Linked DNA regions of Mus musculus: region 2 is linked to region 1. A link is a contact called in public HiChIP or PLAC-seq data. All regions are on one chromosome and are shown on one strand. Each heading gives the region's core, a stretch centred on a gene start, on an enhancer-like site or on the middle of the called end of the contact. The rest is flanking DNA. Distances are from core to core; before and after follow the strand shown. Region 1 overlaps Brdt (bromodomain, testis-specific). Region 2 holds the start of Btbd8 (BTB (POZ) domain containing 8).

Region 1 (6,357 bases), core at 3,118-5,617:
AGGAGCTACACTTAGGGCTCTTACGCTGGTGTAATTGGTGCCATGTCTGAAACCTTGAGCTCTGTTTGTGACTTCCTTTTTAAATGCTCCCTGGAGCTTCTTACAGTCAAAGAACACACTTGGTTTTTGCCTGAACATAATCCAAAGTGGAGTTTCTGAATGGGTGTTTACATCCTGAACAAAGAAGTTTGGAGAAATAACTTTTCTCATTTAAACAGAAGTTGACTAATTTAAATAGGGCAAACTCGGTGACTTTAAGAGATTTGTATTAAAAGCATTCTTTTGAAATGAGCCTTTTCTTCCCCCCCCCCCCCATTAGCCCCAGTGGTATTATTTTCTTTCCTTGAAAAATAATAAAAAGATACATTTAGGGTGTCTGCCATGATTTTGATGTATGTATGCATCTTAAAAACAGTTCAGTCACTTACATTAACATGTCTACCACTATATATTTCTGTGTTAAAACACTTAAAAGCTATTACCAACCATAGTCACTTTATAACAGGGCTCCTGAACTTGGCCTTTCATCTGCCTGAAAGCTTTACCTGTGACTGAAGCCCCGTGGCCAGGGAACCGAGGCCTCTTGGTTCTTAGTTTCACTTCTAATATAGAAAACCTGTAACTTGGTAGGGCTTTTCTGTTAAGATTACAAATGTTGAAATAATTATCTATATACATTTTCAGAAATATTTCCTAAATTTACTGGAGTAAAACAGAATGATTTACCTCCAAAAGAAAATATAAAGGTAAGTTGAATCTTTAACCTCAGCATTGAAAGCAGGGTGTGTGTTGTAACAGCTAGTGTAGTGGTAATGTAGTAGTGACTTTCTCGACAATGTTTTATGTGGAGGGGAGGTCGGTGGGCATAGTTTAGCACATAAATCGTGTCCACACTGAGGAAGCAGAGGAAAGACAACCACAGATTTAGGCTAGCTTGAGTTATATAGCAAGAGACTCAAAAAGAAAAAAAAAATAAAACATTTATTTTGTTTATATTAAAAAGTCACTGTTTTCAATCATTAACTAGGTGTTCAAAGACTTCCTCTCAAAGGCTGTTGACTAGAGAAATGACTTGGCTTCCTCCTTCTAATAAATACAACTACTGTATAAGCCAAGCGGTTAAGTAGAACAAGTTTTAGAAACTTCAGTTCAACCTAAGGCTGTGAATACAGAGGAACTGCCTTGGTACAGAAAATGGAGTGTGAGGGGTCCTATGTAAAATTTCTAAACAAAAATTAGGAGGAGAGTCAGGACTCCAGAGATCCAAGTTCTTAGGCATCCAACAAGGTATTTACTCTTCCTAGACCTTGATCCTCTCACCTGCAGAGTCTGCCCTAGCAGGACTCTGTGTGTGTGTGTGTGTGTGTGTGTGTGTGTGTGTGTGTGTGTGTGTGTGTGTGTGACTTAAGGTGTAATGCATTTTCAGAAGGTACCATTAAAGCATCGTTAGTCTGCTGCTTATGTCTTGTGTTCCAGATCTCTTAATTATGCTTTTGTGTGGTTAGAGGTCTGAAGGATAATTTAATCTTTGTCTAGCAGATACAATCTTCTGTGCAAGACATAACCTCTGCTGAAGCTCCCCTTGCTCAGCAGAGCACAGCACCATGCGGAGCCCCAGGGAAGCACTCCCAGCAGATGCTTGGTTGCCAAGTGACACAGCATCTGCAGGCCACAGAGAACACTGCATCTGTGCAGACTCAGCCTCTTTCAGGTAAGAAACACAAGTCAGCCATTCTGGCTGAGAAATGGACTCTGTAGTCCACATGTGTCTGGAGGCACGTGTGGGGACACAATGGTGTTGTCAGTGTTACACACCCAAGCATCACTGAATGAGCCAGGTCCCAGGAAACTGCTTTATATACATGAGCACTCCTAATATTTGTGTATCTATACTCAATTTGTTAGAGTGTATAGATGATGAAAAATCTCTTTTACTACCCAAGTTTAACCATATTCTAGCTACTTGGAAAATGCTGCTCTACCACCATGTGGAAAGCAAGCTGCAGTGGTGTGGAGAGAACAAAGCAGGTTTTGTTTTCCTTTGTCAGAGTTGCAGCTCCTCCAGCCTCTCCCTGACCTCACTATGTACCCAGGGAAGGCCTTGAGCTGATCCAGCCTGGGAAGGGCACTGGGGTCTTGATGCTCTTGTTGCCGCTGGTGTTGGGCTCCATGCTACTCTGCTTTGTCTGTAACTCAAATTACAGCTCATCCTTGAGGAGAAGAAAATGGAGATCAAGAAAAACATGGATGGGGACTAGGCTTGTAGCTCAGTGGTAGATTGTATTGTTGGCATATATGAGGTCTCTGGTTTATTTCCCAGTACCCACCACCCTCCAAAATACAAAAGGCCCTACAAACCAGAGAGAAAGAGGCAGGTGCAGATTGTCGAGCCAGCTAAGGCAGGGTGAATTGTGTCCAGAGGGAGAGCATTTGCATCCTGTGAGAAGAATAAGAAGAACATGTAGCTGTCCTAGGTCACAGTTTCTTTCTCAGACTACCATAGCATTTCAACTTTTAATTTTTATGCAACAAGGAACTTCAAACAGAAACATGTCAAACAAACAAAAAGACACCCTCACCCCCCCCCCCTGCAAAAAAGAAAAAAAAAAAAAGAACTACAATACTTTAGGGGATGAGGGAGTAGCTTATTGGTAAAACACTTGCCTGACAGGCATGAGCCTGAGGTTCAGAACCCAGCACTGGGCAAAACAGCAATAAAAAGTTTATAAAGAAAAAATTTGCTGCTTACTAAATTGTGGGTTAAGTTGAAGATACTCTGATTAGTCAGTACCATGGAAGAAAGCTGAGTTTGTCGTCTAAGTCAAAGTTACTACAACCAAAACTAATGCTATGAGCATAGGAAGGTAGTTTTGTAGCAGAAGGTGTAAGGCTTGAGAGGAGATAACCTAACAGCTGGACGGGAAGTACGAGGTAGAGCTCATTTGGCTATGCAGCTGGGTGAGTAAAAGCAGAAATGGGTATCTGGGACTAAAGAGTCTAACATCACTTAAGCATTGCCACAAGCGATTAAGATAAAATGGATGTAATTTAGGAAACCACGAGAAGGAAGGAAGGAAGGAAGGAAGGAAGGAAGGAAGGAAGGAAGGAAGGAAGGACAGAAGGAAGGAAGGAAGGAAGGAAGGAAGGAAGGAAGGAAGGAAGGAAGGAAGGAAGGAAGGACAGAAGGAAGGAAGGAAGGAAGGAAGGAAGGAAGGAAGGAAGGAAGGACAGAAGGAAGGACAGAAGGAAGGAAGGAAGGAAGGAAGGAAGGAAGGAAGGAAGGAAGGAAGAAATAAATATGCAAACTAAGAAGAGTAGTTCTAGGAAAGAAAATGTCAGTAAAGAGATTAACAAATCAAAGCACTGGTCCTGATGCTGCACTGCAGCGTGAGGCTTGTCTAAGCTGGAAGTTTGAGGCCATCCTGATCTTAAAAGAAGAAGAGGAAAAATTAGAAAGACAGGAGACAAAAAGGAAGGAGAGGTAATGAGAGGAGAGAGGGCTGAGAAGGGCCACCACCTGGGCCACTGGCTGCAGAGGCTGCAGTGGACACAGGGACAGAGGGGTCTAAACAGACACTGGCTGCAGAGGCTGCAGTGGACACAGGGACAGAGAGGTCTAAACGGACAGCAGAAGCGCTGCTCTTCCAAGCTTACGTAGGAGTTGTAGCAGCCAGGGTTCTACAAACTGCGTAGACCCTGGTGGATGCCTCAGTGAGGCCAAGGGGAAATAGCTGGGTTATTAACACAAAGACAGAACTTTTTAAAGCAGCCATGAGAGTTATTTTTTTCAGTTGGAAAGGTCCGAATGTTCAAAGGCATTAATAAAGCCCGAGCCAAGTAGGAAGAACCTGCTGCTGTCTAGCGTGCGATTGTGAGCGAGCAAGTGGGGAGATGGTGGCGCCCTTGAAAAGAAGGAAGAGGCTAGAGCGGCGTCTAGATTCCCACTTAACCCTGGCCTTGGCAAGGCAAGCCTGATGCCTAAACCTTCAGAAAGGGGCACCCTGCTGTGGACATCTGAGCTGGACACTGCAGCAGATAAGACTTCCCTGTATGCATTTAGACTGAGCAGTCTGGATGGAAGAACAGAATGTTCAAAAACTTTTAAGAAACTGACCTCAACATGACTGGTTTGATCAACAGGAAATGTAGAAATAAGTATGAACAGGTCGGCAGGGCAGATCACAGAGACCCTAGCAGCTGAAAGGCTTTGGTCTTGGGTGAGAGTGCAGTTAGTAGAAAGCTGATGGAGCTCTGAGCAAAGACGGTGCTTAGGGCAGTTAAACTTCCTGTAAAGGGAGGCTAGGGGTAGCTCTTGTAGAGCAGAAGAGGAGACAATGAGATGTTGTGGTGAGTGCTCCAAAGAGAAAAAAATAAAAGGTTGAAAGACTCTTCTCAGGCAGGCTGAGCACTGCACCCACAAGGCACTTGTGCTGTGTTAGTTATGGTAGGTGGGCCAGCATCGGTTCATGGGAAGGAAGCTCGCAAGGACTAGAGGTGAGGACTCCAGAGAAAGGAGAGCTATGGTATTTGATGTGTCAAGTGATAACTTTTGTGGTCGTGCTGCTCCCAGTTGGACCCTTCCTGCCATCCTAGGCTTCGATGACCCTGTTCTCTTGATTGTCCCACCTCTCTGAATGTTTCCTGCAGTCACCTTTTGGTATGACTGCCTTTAGATAAGGTTGATTGATAGCTTTAACTTTTGTTTTCTTTTGAGACAGGATTGTGCTATGTATATAGCCCACATATTCTCAAACTCATAATCCACCTACCTCAGCGTCCCAAGTGCTGGGGAAACAGGTGCGTGTCACTGCCCCCAGCCAGCTGCTTCCCTTCCTACTTAACCACAGAGCTTCCCACCCAGCCTTGCTGAACAAGTCCTGATCTTCCCCTCAAAGCAGTGTGCTGACCACAGTGAGTCTCGATAGCATGAGACGGAAAGGCTGAGAGACAACCTGATGTAGACTGCATCTGGGAAATCTCTGGGTTTTTTTTTGTTTTTTGTTTTTTCTGTTACTTGCACAATTCAAATGTACCTGGCCCCAGGCATACTTATACAACACTAGAGCATCTTTATTTAAACATCAAGTAACCATTGCAAACCATGTGAAAACAAAATTCTCACTTTTCCTTTTTTGGGTTTTTGAGACAGGGTTTCTCTGTGTAGTCCTGGCTGTCCTGGAACTCACTCTGTAGACCAGGCTGGCCTCGAACTCAGAGATCTGCCTGCCTCTGCCTCCCAAGTGCTGGGATTAAAGGCATACCCGGCCAAATACCCACTTTTCAATCCCCAGATTTTAAAAAGGGTTTTACTTATTATTTTAATTCTTATGTCATATGTGTGTTGTCTGCATGCTTGTCTATGCACCATGTACATGCCTGAAGCCCACAGAGGCTGGAAGACAGGCTTAGCTCCTCTAGAACTAGAGTTATGGATGGTTGTACATCATGTGTGGGTGATGGGAACTGAAAAACAGCCAGTGCCACCTCTGCAGCCTTTCAACATCCAGATCCTAATCTTCCCCTTTTATTTAGTGATAGCAACACTGCTACCTCTTATCAACAAGTTGAGAATCATTCTAGAGTTTCTACTTTCCACACAGACTCTCCTTCCTGCCTAAGTCTGGTGGCAGCTCAGAAGGGTTGTAGTTCTGAACTTTGCTTTCCATTCCACGTGAGTTTAAGAAGTGCACGCGTGTTGAGTGTCCGGGATCTTGTGAAGTTTGGGTGTGTTGGGCTGTCCAGGGTTTAAACGTAAGATCTGTTCTTTAACCCACACACTCCTCCTCTGACAGTGTCACATTCTCTCTCTGTTCTGTTTCTAGCTCTACCCTAACCTCAGCTTGAAGACAAGCATGATTTAGTCAAGGGACTGAAGGGAGGTAGAAGCTTAGATATACATCCCCACAGCATTAGATGATCTAGAATTTTATGAGTTTGGGTCAGCTAATTTTGCTTTTTCTTCTCTGTCCTTTAATCAACCAATCAATACTGGTGAGAGTTCAAACGGGATTGTTGTATTTTGTGTCTCTGTCCTGTCACATCCCCTCCAACTCCACTTGAACATCTCTCTGCATGTCTCCTCCCAATTTCATATCCTCCTCTTTTATTAAAAACCAAATCTGCCAGGCGTGGTGGTGCACGCCTTTAATCCTAGCACTCGGGAGGCAGAGGCAGACGGATTTCTGAGTTCGAGGCCAGCCTGGTCTACAGAGTGAGTTCCAGGACAGCCAGGGCTATACAGAGAAATCCTGTCTCAAAAACAAAACAAAACAAAACAAAAACCAAATCCACAGAGTCCAGTCAGTGTTGATTGCTGTGGGATGCACACTGATGTAGAGCCTCCACTACAGCCTGGGC
Region 2 (5,544 bases), core at 459-2,958, 65 kb after region 1:
ACATATCGCACATTTGCATTAATAAAAGCAGATCCTAGCTTGGAGTCTTTAGAGCCACACGCTCGACTTAGAATAGTATAAAAGCCTTACAATTTAAGGACTATTGGGGTGGGGAAGCCCTCAAAAAAATGGCAGATAACTTAATAGTTGTGATATGAAACCAGATGGGGCAGTGGAGTTAGGCATGAAAACAGGAAGCTGTGAATCATGAGAGGGTTAACCTTCACTTTTTTTTTTTTTTTTTTTGGTTTTTCGAGACAGGGTTTCTGTGTAGCCCCGGCTGTCCTGGAACTCACTTTTTAGACCAGGCTGGCCTCGAACTCAGAAATCTGCCTGCCTCTGCCTCCCAAGTGCTGGGATCAAAGGCGTGTGCCACCACGCCTGGCCCTTCACATTTTCTTAATCCAAATCATTTATTCCTCAAAGCTAAGTAGGTGTAATGAGCACAGTAAAACAAAACAAAACAAAACAAAACAAAAAAACATGCATTTTAGATTTGTAAAAATAGCTTAGCCAGGAATTCCACTGAACTCAAGGCTGCACCTGATAACCAAAACCTAGTGGCACCACTTAGATAATTAGACACAGCCCTAGAATCCCGTTGACGCCAGTAGATAGAATGTAAACAGAGATTAAGAGTCTGCCCTGTGGCTGGAGAGTCTCTCCCAGGATCCTGACCCTTAATCAAAGACTGTTAGAGTCGTCTGATACAGGCTGACTCCATGACAGGCTTCAAATTGGCAGTCCAGGAGACTAGGCCTAAGAACTGGGCAAATCCAGGCAAGCCCAGGCAAGTCAGTTACTAGAAAAAAACCCTGGCTTTAGGCAGCTGGTCAGAAACTGCCCTGCCATCAGAAGCTGTCCTGCCACCTGGCCTGAAGCAAGGGCAAAGGGTCAACAACAGTTTCCATCCCCCACACCCTGGTAACGGAATATTCTTAGAGATGGAGCAAGATGAAGGTTATCTATCCCAGAATCCCCTAATGTGCTTAAATCAGGCCTGCGAGCTCACTTGATTGTCTCTGTCTTGGTAATGGGAGACCCCAGCATGCTGGACTTCTGTAGAATAAAACACTCTTTGTGTTTACATACTATTTGAGTCCTAGGTATCATTCCTTGGCGAATCATGGACCCTTATATAACCTTCAGCTAAGATACATCACCCAGTTAAGCAGCCTTAGGGAGATGGCCTTGGGACCATAGGAATTTAGGGCATGAACCTTATGTGATGACCCTCGGCATACTAAAATATAACTTGTGCTATACCAACTATGCCTATCTACCTCCTTGCTCAGGACATTAATACTCACTACTGGAAAACTCTTGTGATCCCATCCCCCACCTTACCCCCAACCCCCATCTTTCATAAAGAGGGCAGAGGATGCAGACACCCCAGAAAGAACACATACAAATTCTTCTCACATTGATTTCAAGTCACTTCTCCATAACACTCATTAAACGGTTGACTTAACACCAACCAGTAAGAAGAAAGAACAGATTACAGCTCTGGGGACCTTCCCTTCAGGTCAGTTAGGAGGGCGCAAACAGGCCAATGTAAACAGAGCGAGTGCGCCTGCGCAGCAGCGCCCGGTCACGTGGCTACGGGCTTTGAGTCCTAGGCGCGCGGTGCCTGGTCCGCAGCATTTAGGGACCGGCTGCAAACTAGGTGGGGGCGGGAATTTTCCTTCCGGGGCGGATTCGGCTGCGCGCTGTTGGGCTCGGGAACGCCCCCGTACCGGTCCAGCGCGGCCTGGCACCGGGGTTCTGCGGCCGACATGGCCCACTGTGGAGCGGGAGGTGCGGCCCCGGTGGCCCTTCTGAGTTCCCCGGGGCATGGCAGGAAGGGGCTGCCCAGGAAGGGGCCCGGGGAGCGGCGCCGGCTGAAGGCGGCGGTGTCGGAGCAGCTCAGCCGCGACGTGCTCAGGTAGGAGGCGGGAGCAGCGCTGCTCACTCCCTCCCCGCCTCGCTGCAGTCTCGCTGGGCGCCTCCCTCCCAAGGAGGCTCAGCCCGACCCAAGGAACCGGTGTCTAGGCACTCAGAAGGAGGACAAAAATTAGACCTACACGATGCGTTGCAACCAGTGTTTCTAAGGTTCACACACCGGCAGTGGCTGTTGCTGAGTTCGGGCTGCGTCCAGACCCTGAAACACATACCATGTCTTTAAAAAGTTGGAAGAAAAATTATTCAATTAGGAAAACGAGTGTTTTCTTGACATGAAGGACCGAACCGTGTGCCTTTAACGGGGCAGCTCAGGGTCACAGCTACCATTAATTCCTCTATGCTCTTAGCAGGGAAGGCATAATTCTGACAGGTGGGCAAGATGAACCCGGCCATCAACTAGTGGGGGAAACACATACTGCTGTACTGAAAATAATTCTGGCAATAGCTCTGCTGTGCAAACCTCCCATCCACCCAAGTGGTCAGACTTGCAGACTCCTGTCTCTATTTAAATTGTTCAAAGTGCAGACTGGGGCTGGAACTCGATTTAAAGATGACGGCATATATGAAAATGCATCTCCTAAGGTGTGTATATAAGTTAGTAAAAATTTACTCAAGGCCAGCTCTTCCTTAGGCATTAATTAGCCATACGCAGACCTGTGATAAGTGCGGGAGTGATTTCTTACTGGGAATGCGTATTCTTTCTATAATAGTGTGGGTGATGAGAACCAAACCCAGGCCCTCTGCAAGAGCAATGCTGCTAACCTCTGGATCATTTCTCTCTTATTGCACAATACTTTCGTTTGCTTATTTGGGTTTCGTTGTTTTGTTTTTTGGGTTGTTTTTTCTCAATGTAGCCCAGACTGTTCAGGAACTCACTCTCTAGACCAGGATCACAGATCAGCCTGCCTCTGCCTGTCATTAGAGGCATCTGCCACCACACCTGGCTTTATTCTACAAATCTTACTGTGAACAACTGTGGAAATTTGGGGATCTTCACGTTGAGCTCATATGTTTATCGGGAAAAAAAGCTGAGGTCCTCTTCTTCATAGTCTTCATAGTCTCATTAATAAAATGATTTTAAAAACAGAGTCAATAGGCAAGCTACATGTCTTATCAGCTGCCTGGAAGCATGGGGAAGAGAAAGCCGTGCCTTTTATATCAGGTCTAAGAAAGCTGGTAGGCTACCCAGTGGAGAACAGCTGCTGTGTGATGTGTGAGCTACTTCCAAAGAACAGTGAGAAAGTCCAGAGTGTATGGGCCAGTGTCTAAAAGAAAAGGATAGAAAGGAAAAGAAAACCTTATGCTTTGAGTTAGGACTCAGAAAAGCAGGCAGGTTTCTGTTGTTAGAGGAGCCCATTTGCCAGTGGTGACTACTCAGACACAGTTTCTAGCCAATTGAAAGTATTTGTTCCTATTGGCTGGGACCTAAGTGTACTCCCAAGCATTTAGGTGAGGGGCTTTTAAAGCCACTTCCCCTGTATTGTGCAGCTGCAGGGGGAATTTTGCACAAGCAAACACTGTAACAGAACTTGAGCAGTTAACTGGAGGGGAGGTCTGCACAGTAGGCAGTTTAACAAAAAAGCTAAATTGGCTGGAATCTGTTGACCTTGGATTCCTACAATAGAGTTGGTTAACTTTTTTGTGGGATTCTCTATCAAGGAAACCAAATGTTAGTTAAACCTGAAATGGCCTCAGCAAGAATATGAGATGGAGGAGCCTCTGCGCTGTCTTGCGCTGTCACAATGTCATCATGCTGCAAGTGGCTGCACTGAAGGATGGGCTTCTGGGGAGGAAAAGTATATTATCTCAATATTCCTTCTGGGGGTTGTGCATTCTTAAAGGTACCACTTGCTACCTGGATTATCATACAATTTCTCCACAGAAGTTACCTTGCTTAACTAGCACATGAAGCTAATGTCAGCTTAGTATACAATCCAGTTCAGATGAGATTAAAGTATTGAGATTTATGATAAAAAGCCAAGGTCATATAAGTAGATTTGAGCCTGTCCTGGTTAGTTTTATGTTAATCCGACACAAGCTAGAGTCATAGGAAAGAAACTCAATTGAGAAAATGCCTCTCCAAGATCCAGCTGTAAACATTTTCTTAATTATTGTTTGGGGAGGGTCCCGCCCATTGAGGGTGGTGCCACCCCGGGCTGGTGGTCCTGCACTCTATAAGAAAGGCTGAGCAAGGCAGCAAGCAGTTCCCTTCTGTGGCCTATGCATCAGCTCCTGCCTCCAGGTTCCTGTCCTGATTGAGTTCCTGTGCTCACTGCTTTTTAGTCCATAGAACTGAGTAAAATAAACCCCCTTTCTTCCCCAAGTTGCTTTGGTCGTGGTGTTTCACCACAGCAATATTAGTCCTAACTAAGGCAGATTGTTTTATCTTGAAGATATTTGTGGTTATGGCAGACAAAATGACAGAATGTGAAGGTAGATAGGTTAAGACTGTAGATTATAATAGGGCATTCTTGTGTACTTAAATATTTGGGATGGATTCTGAGGGTAGTTCAGAGAACTGTTGGTGTTTCTAAAAAAACAAACAAAACAAAACAAAACAAAAACCAACCAACCAAACAAGAAATAGAATTAACATTGAGATCTTGACTTTGGGAAAAGAGAAATTAGAAACAAACAAGCCAGGTAAGAGATTTTATGGTAGCTGAGGGCTACATGCTGGCAGTGGAAATGGAAAAGTTACAGGTTTGTTGAGTGAATATATGTGGGCGAGCCGAGACAGGGAAGAACAGGAAACAGCTCCAAATCCTAGGACAGTTGAAAAAGAAGTATATATGAGTATTCGGGAGGCTGTATCCTGACGACAACTAGACGTGCATCTGAAGAGATGAGCTGAAGAGAGCTCAGACAAGCAAGTACAGATGAAGGATTGGTGGCATCACCAGAGCCCAGGTTATCTATCCAGACCAGAGATTGTTCACCTTCACTCCTACATCCAGCCAACGCCAGTTACTACCCACACGTGTTTTCATTTCCTCCTCTCTGCCATCATGGACCCCACCTAGCTCAGGCTCCTGGCATCATCTGTTTGTACTGTAAGGTGGTTTGTCCTCCTCGCTTCAAGTCCCGCTTTACCCAGCTAACGGCTGATAATTTGCCTGTTAGTTGGCTCTCCTCTTCTAGGGTCTGTATACGTTCTTTGCCTCTTTTTCACCTTCATGTCTGCAACTGCAGAGTCAGATAGGAGGATGTGGGGTTCGGCTTTAAAAGCCCCTTGCTCTTTCCCACACCCAATCTGCACACCCCCCCCCCCCCCCCCCCCGTGGATCAGTTGGTTTGCCTTTCGGAGCGAAGCCAGGAGCTCCCTTTCCCGTTGTTTTTGTAACCGATGCTTAAACGTCTTTAAAGATCACACTTAGTAAATGTATTTTTCAATTTGATCTTTTTTTTTTTTTTTTTTTTTTTTTACTTAGTCACTTTACATCCCACCCAGTGCCTCCTTCCCAGTCACACCCTCCAACAATCATTCCCCTCAACTACCCCGCTTCTTCTCTGAGCTGGTTGGGGCCTTCTGCTTATACCCACATGCTGACACTTCAAATCTCTGCAAGGCTAGGTGCTTCCAATCCCAGCAAGGCCAGACAA

Evidence for each region. HiChIP or PLAC-seq counts read pairs in DNA pulled down with a chosen protein or histone mark.
Region 2: a contact with region 1 is called in an H3K4me3 HiChIP or PLAC-seq map of the SCID.adh cell line, with 9 read pairs. The contact joins the promoter of Btbd8 here to the enhancer-like site in region 1. A contact is called at or near these places in 1 of 39 promoter capture datasets (macrophages), 10 of 484 Hi-C or Micro-C datasets (double positive thymocytes, embryonic fibroblasts, granulocyte-monocyte progenitors and 6 more), 3 of 115 datasets of contacts at active chromatin or transcription factors (the SCID.adh cell line, bone marrow-derived macrophages and embryonic stem cells) and 3 of 9 other capture datasets (adipose tissue, liver and pancreatic islet).

The regions. Positions count from the first base shown.
Region 1 is chr5:107,368,619-107,374,975 of GRCm38.p6, forward strand. Brdt (bromodomain, testis-specific) reads left to right here. Exons shown (of 19, transcript NM_054054.2): 14 at 685-746; 15 at 1,537-1,711. Gm17202 (a long non-coding RNA gene) reads right to left here. Exons shown (of 5, transcript XR_389494.4): 5 at 2,001-2,437. Among named protein-coding and RNA genes, the nearest start is that of Ephx4, 32 kb to the right of the region's middle. Within about 2 kb of position 4,368, at least 27 of the 459 cell types and tissues checked have an H3K27ac peak or open chromatin away from gene starts, as enhancers often do. A contact at or near this core is called in the SCID.adh cell line, double positive thymocytes, pre-pro-B cells and 1 more, where this site is marked.
Region 2 is chr5:107,436,222-107,441,765 of GRCm38.p6, forward strand. It overlaps Btbd8 (BTB (POZ) domain containing 8), which reads left to right and starts at 1,709. Exons shown (of 18, transcript NM_001378266.2): 1 at 1,709-1,924. The coding sequence starts at 1,776.